Regions from separate parts of the Salmo salar genome. Here region 2 is linked to region 1. A link is a contact called in public Hi-C data. All regions are on one chromosome and are shown on one strand. The core of a region is the stretch at or near the end of the contact, and the rest is flanking DNA. Distances in the headings are between cores, read along the strand shown. Region 1 overlaps pigl (phosphatidylinositol glycan anchor biosynthesis, class L). Region 2 overlaps LOC106567980 (nuclear receptor corepressor 1).

Evidence for each region. Hi-C and Micro-C count contacts between places; a contact is called where the count stands out from the background.
Region 2: a Hi-C map of muscle shows a contact between it and region 1, with 7 times the contacts expected there. The contact joins two enhancer-like sites. A contact is called at or near these places in 2 of 3 Hi-C or Micro-C datasets (gill and muscle).

What each region holds. Positions count from the first base shown.
Region 1 is chrssa13:77,367,059-77,369,938 of Ssal_v3.1, reverse strand. The region is part of intron 3 of pigl (phosphatidylinositol glycan anchor biosynthesis, class L); the gene reads left to right. Among protein-coding and RNA genes, the nearest start is that of LOC106567980, 10 kb to the left of the region's middle. Within about 2 kb of position 1,523, at least 4 of the 13 cell types and tissues checked have an H3K27ac peak or open chromatin away from gene starts, as enhancers often do. A contact at or near this core is called in muscle, where this site is marked.
Region 2 is chrssa13:77,493,074-77,495,953 of Ssal_v3.1, reverse strand. It overlaps LOC106567980 (nuclear receptor corepressor 1), which reads right to left. Exons shown (of 47, transcript XM_014137920.2): 41 at 2,293-2,513; 42 at 1,923-2,078; 43 at 1,238-1,380; 44 at 898-951; 45 at 493-681. Among protein-coding and RNA genes, the nearest start is that of zswim7, 14 kb to the left of the region's middle. Within about 2 kb of position 1,478, at least 1 of the 13 cell types and tissues checked has an H3K27ac peak or open chromatin away from gene starts, as enhancers often do. A contact at or near this core is called in muscle, where this site is marked.

The sequences.
Region 1 (2,880 bases), core at 274-2,773:
TCATCCTCGTCAGACCTTAATGAATAGGACAGCTGTGTTGACAGTCTCTGGACTGGGCCCCAGTGCATTCATGGGGCATGGCTTTTGTTGATCTGAGCCCGATCCGCTGCGCTGCCTCTCCACTTGCACTGGCGCGACCTCCATTCACTCTGCCCGCTCCCTGCACAACGTGTGAGAGAGAGAGCTTGTTGGTCCCAGCAGAAGTTCATCCACTCCCACACAACCCATTATTCATTGGCCTGGAGCACACTGTACTGTAGTCTTCCCTCTGACTGACTACAGCAGTGACTCTATACATGCATCCCAAATTGTACCCTATTCCCAATAAAGTGCACTACTTTTGACAAGATACCTATGGGCCTTGGTCAAAAGTAGTGCACTTTTGAGACACAGCCCAACTCAGTCTTCTAACTTCTGCAGAGGTGACTAACTTCAGTGGCCTGCCTCATCACAGCCTCATTTGCCCTTGAGGCGTCCCTCCACCAAGTAGATACCGTATTTCCTAAGGAGGATGAACCTGACCTTTATAGTTCAGTAGGATATAAACTTTCAAGTGTCCTAGCCAACTTGTTGTTTTGGTATCCAGTAAGAGTTAAGAGAGTGCAGGAGTCATGTCAGAGTAGAGTCGGAGCATCATCCTCCCCCACTGTGTTTAATTATACATCGATCTGGTGGTAAAAATAGCTCTGGCTGATTTACTGGCTGCTGGCAGGGCAGAGCTGAGGACTAAGAGAAACGCACACACACACACATACACGCACTGAGGACTGACAGAGAATCTTGTGTTGAGTGGTGCCAACCTCTCACTGTGTTCCCATGTCAGCCACTCAACACACTGTCCTGGACAACTGTTAATGCAATCACAGTCACCACGTATGGGGGAGAATATTAGTCCAAAATAGTCTGTTGATGGTTGAAACACTCCATCGTCTTAAGGGCACACTCTATTTTGGACGGGGGAGATAAAGTGATATGATAGAGCTTATACTAAATAATGTGTGTGTATATTGAGAGAATGTTTTTGCATAGCAGCCCTTATCTGACCGAACACTGTTGCTAGAGCTATTTTAAGCTTAAATACATGTAGGCCTATAAGAGTACAAATAAACATTGTAGACATATTGAAAGTAAAATCACAGCCTATCAACCCCTCTGTAAAAAGATCAAATGTAACAAAACACATGGGCCTATTGTGTAACAGTCAATTTAGAATATGCTAGACTTCCCACAGTTCCGAAGTCAATTAAATATTGCAGTGTTTTCTTTTACATTAAACACAAAATGTCTTATGTAAGTGTGCCGTGAAGGAGTTAACCAACCAGCGGTGTGTCTCAGCGTTTTCCCAGCATGCCCTATAAACCTGACAGTGGGGACAGGAGCCTGAGCTTGCCTGGCAGTATCCTAGGCCTCTGGCAGGCCCATGTGACCAGACTAAACAAGGAAAGTGCTGTCTGTCTGTCAGTCTGTCCTACAGCATAGCACTGCCCCTCTTGTCTACTGGGCCAAAGTTCAACCACTGCATCCAGATGCCTGCAAGCAATTAGACATCCACATGCAAAGCTGCAGGAGGGGGGCTAGGAACAGGGAGGTTACTCTAGGGCGTTTGGCACTGTTGCCATAGCGAAGCTCACTGCTGCCTGCATCCCGCTTTGAGGAAAGGTCAGGTAGATCATCTGTCTTTTGTACATTTTTCTTCAATTTTTTTCCTCTCCTTGTCCTCTTTTGCTTAGCTACGGTTGCCAGGGTAAAAACTGAATCTTCTTTTCTTTTCAACCAGGCTTGTGGAAGAAGAACAGTAAGTTACAGTTGCACTTCAAAGCTAAATTTGACAACAAATGAACAATAGCTGTTTGCTGTGAAGGGTATGTGAGGTTTAAAGTTGATGTGTTTTGGTGTTGTTTACATGTCTTGTTAACGGAGATGAAGTTGGGAAGCCGAATATTCTTGTTTAACGTCTCACGCCTTTGCAACCAGAGAAAATGTCTCATTTTGTGTCACGCTTTACTTTTTCTACATTGTGGAGGGCAGACTACTTCAACCCTAATACCGCCCCCGTAATACAGCACCCTTCATGCCTGACCCCCATAGCCCTGGCAGGCGTTTGATTTGTGACCTGATCCATCAGTCCCTCCACAGGCACAACTGTCCTGACCCATTGTTATAAACCAAGGGGGAGGTGGGACGACCTCTATTCACCCTCTACCCCATCACCTCCGCCACCCACCCCATCTCAAAATGTACAAGACATCAGGTCATTGCTCTCTGTCCAGTGTCTACCCTTTTCTTTCTCCCCCGTTTCTCTCATTCATCTGCTTCCCTGACGTTGAGCTGAGGTGTTGTTTTTTTAACCAAGTACGTCAAATGTCATCATGCGTTCTATTAGCCCTATGCATCCATTTTGCAACAGTCAAACCTCCTATTCTTATTGTTGGTCAGATCAACATGTAACTAGCAGAGAAATGGTTAATCTCTGTGTGAGAGCGAGAGCACTGTACTGCTTTAGCCAGCCTTCCTAATGAAGCCCTCAGGACTTTGTTTTCATCTGAACTGCCCCGACCCGAGTGTGTCTGAATCACTCTCAACATGCTCCACTGCCTCGCTCTCTCTCTCTCTCTCTCTCTCTCTCTCTCTCTCTCTCTCTCTCTCTCTCTCTCTCTCTCTTGAATGTTTGATGTCTCTAGAGGGAAAGAGAGGCAGGAGAGAGGGAATGAAAGAGGAAATGAGAGCAAGCAAGAGAGAATGAAAGAGGGAGTGAGAGAGGAGAAGAGTGTGAGAGAGAGAGAGAGAGGCGAAGAAAACTGTGAAAGTGATCAGCATGAGTGACCCCCCCATAGATAGTTGGTGTGTTGAGTGATCAGGTTGTCTGATGGACAGACTAGA
Region 2 (2,880 bases), core at 229-2,728, 130 kb before region 1:
TATCTTCAAGCCTAGGAGAGCCTCCAGGCTTCCGTCATAATGGTCAATTGTGAATGAGGAAAAAATAATAATTACAGGGGCAGTTTGGTAAAACGAATCCCGTCTGAATCGTCCACTGTTAAAACGGACATGTTGGGGTAATAATTACATAACTGCCGTTCTATAGTAATACTAGTCACGTGCGAATAGGGCTTTAGTCACCCTAATATTGGCCATCCTACAAAGGGTAAGAAAAACTCAACCTTTGAACAGATTATGATAGAGACCATTGGTTTTCTGAGTATCTACACAATTAACATAATTTTACCCATTGGTCAAAATATTTTTGATTGGACACCCTACAAAGTACTCTATTCCAATGGATCTTTAGAGACAGACAGGGTTAAAAAGGAGTGTGTGTGTGTGTGTGTGTGTGTGTGTGTATGTAAATACGTAAATGTTTACTCCTGTATAGTGGTTTCAGTCTGCTGCGTGTGGTTGTTTGCCACTGACCCATGCTCGGCGAGGGGTTGGCCTCCTGGCGGGCCTCATTGCTGGGGGTGTTACAGCTGGGCTGAGGCCCTCCCTGGTGCTCCTCTGGCCTTTCTTCCAGGTTGCCCATCAGGGCCTTCCGGATGATGTCCTCCAGGCCAAGGTTACTGGCCGGATCGCTGAAGGAGTGGTTCCTGGGGTTCACGCTGCCTGGCGGGCCAAACACACACACAGGACGAGGGGGAAGACATGGAACAGCCACCACGGTTGTGTTCATTAGGGTATTCAAACAGAAACATACAAAAAAATGTTTGTTTCAATTTATTTCATAACATTTTTGGTTGGTTTAAATGATTCTAGTATGTTTGAATATGAGTATATGGTGATAGAATATGATCCTATGCTGTTAGAAATGTTTATACTCACTTGAGCTGGTCACAGCGGGCAAGTTGAAGATCTCTGTGCCTGGTTGTGCATTTCCTGAAAGGAGAAACAATAGCATAGCTCAGTTAGCAAACGAAATGTCTGACTGCAAACTAAAATGACGCTAAAAGACAGAGTTAATCGTTAGTCGTTTTACAGTATGTCTTCCTATTACAATGTTACCCGTTGTTAAATGAGAAATGAGTGCAATGCACAGAAAATATCCTTTAAATTAATAAAATACAGTGCGAATTGAGTTCCATCAAATGTTATATTTTTTCTATCTTGGAATGCTTTCTTAAATGATGTTAGTACAAGGAAGATAAGAAGAGAGGCAACTTACCTACATCAGAATCCCCGACACCAGAGGAGTTTAACTTACGAAATATCTCCTGCTTCTTGGATTTCACCATAGGGGAGGTGTTCTCCAGCTTGGTGAAGAAGGAGGGCAGGTAGCTGACACTGCCAGGGGAGCGAGAGTCGCCCCTGTAACCAGAGAAAGGCCACCATGGGGTTAAGAGTCAGGCAGCAGAGGGATGATTAGGCTAGCGTGCCACTGGCACCTCCCCCCAGTTTCCACTCTGTTAGCATGCCAAACAGGTCACAGCTGCCCACAAGGCACATTCTGTCCATGGGCACTGAAGGTATCCAGTATCCACACGCACAAATGCACGTAGACATACAAAATAAATCGCTGTCATGCTTTTTGGTTTGTCAACTTAATGGCCGAAACATACATATATGTCTAGTGATATCATTGGAAGTTGCATTAGGTCAGGGGTGTCATTCCATGGAGGGCCTAGTGTCTGCCGGTTTTTTCTTTTTCTTTTCAATTAAGCCCTAGACAACCAGGTGAGGGGAGTTCCTTACTAATTAGTGGCCTTAATTCATCAATCAAGTACAAGAAAGGAGCGAAAACCCACAGACACTCGGCCCTCTGTAGAATGAGTTTGACAAGTGTGCGTTAGGTGAACATAAAGAAATGCGAGAGCGCCCACTACTTAAGAAGATATGCCAGTCCTACACACCTCATCTCAGGCTGGTCAGCCTCTCGTCTCTGGGGTTGTTGCTGCTGCTGCTGCTCTCTGGCCTCCTGTTGTTTATCCTGGTAGCTCTGGGGAGGGGAGATGGGCTCATAACTCTCCACGGCCCCCCTGCCACCCCGATCAGGGGATTTACCAGGTCTGGGGAAGGGACAGAGGAAGAGAGGGAAAAGTGATAATTTGATGGAATGGACAGAGGTGCACCACCAGGGTTATGTTCATTAGGGAGAAAATGTTTTGCATGGGAGGTACAACCTGAACTTATTGCAAACCGTTTAGCTACGGTTTACCCTACTAAACAGGCTGGCTTGGTCAAGAGGTTGTGTTGGGCTACTGGTGGGTGTTGTTACTGTACCTGGCTCTGGGCTTGTCAGTGGCGTTCTCAGGAGACACTCTGCTGGGCGTGGGTCTCTGGTGGTGTGATGGGGCCTGGGTCTGGTTCTCTGGGCTGTAGCGGCTGTGGCCCTTGGCACGGCCCCCGGGGCCCGAGCTAGATACTGGCAGCTGGGCGCTCTGGAATGTGGTGGAGGACTGAGGAGGATCCTGGTTCCTGGCAAAGTCCTGGGTGATAATATGCTATAAAAGGAGAAAAAGGAGAGGACAGACTGATCAGGGAGATGTTATTACTTGGAGGCACACCTCCATTTTCAGTCTCTACCCTTAAATGTTTGTATCCAAAGTTGTCTAGTATAGGCTGTTGTCAGAGTTGTTGAGATCATCATTTGCAGTTCAGTCGATGGATCACTCAAGATATCATCACTCAACAAAAAGTGGTATAGGAGGCATACTGTACATTAATTGTTGGTAAAGTCATTTGTATTGGTTACACAGTAGATGGATTGTTGGCCTTAGGAACCCAGTTAAAAAGGGCTATGAAGGAACAAGTCATTGGGGTCTTCTTCAGGCTGACTACATAGCAGTTGCCTGACAGAACTCATGCCTG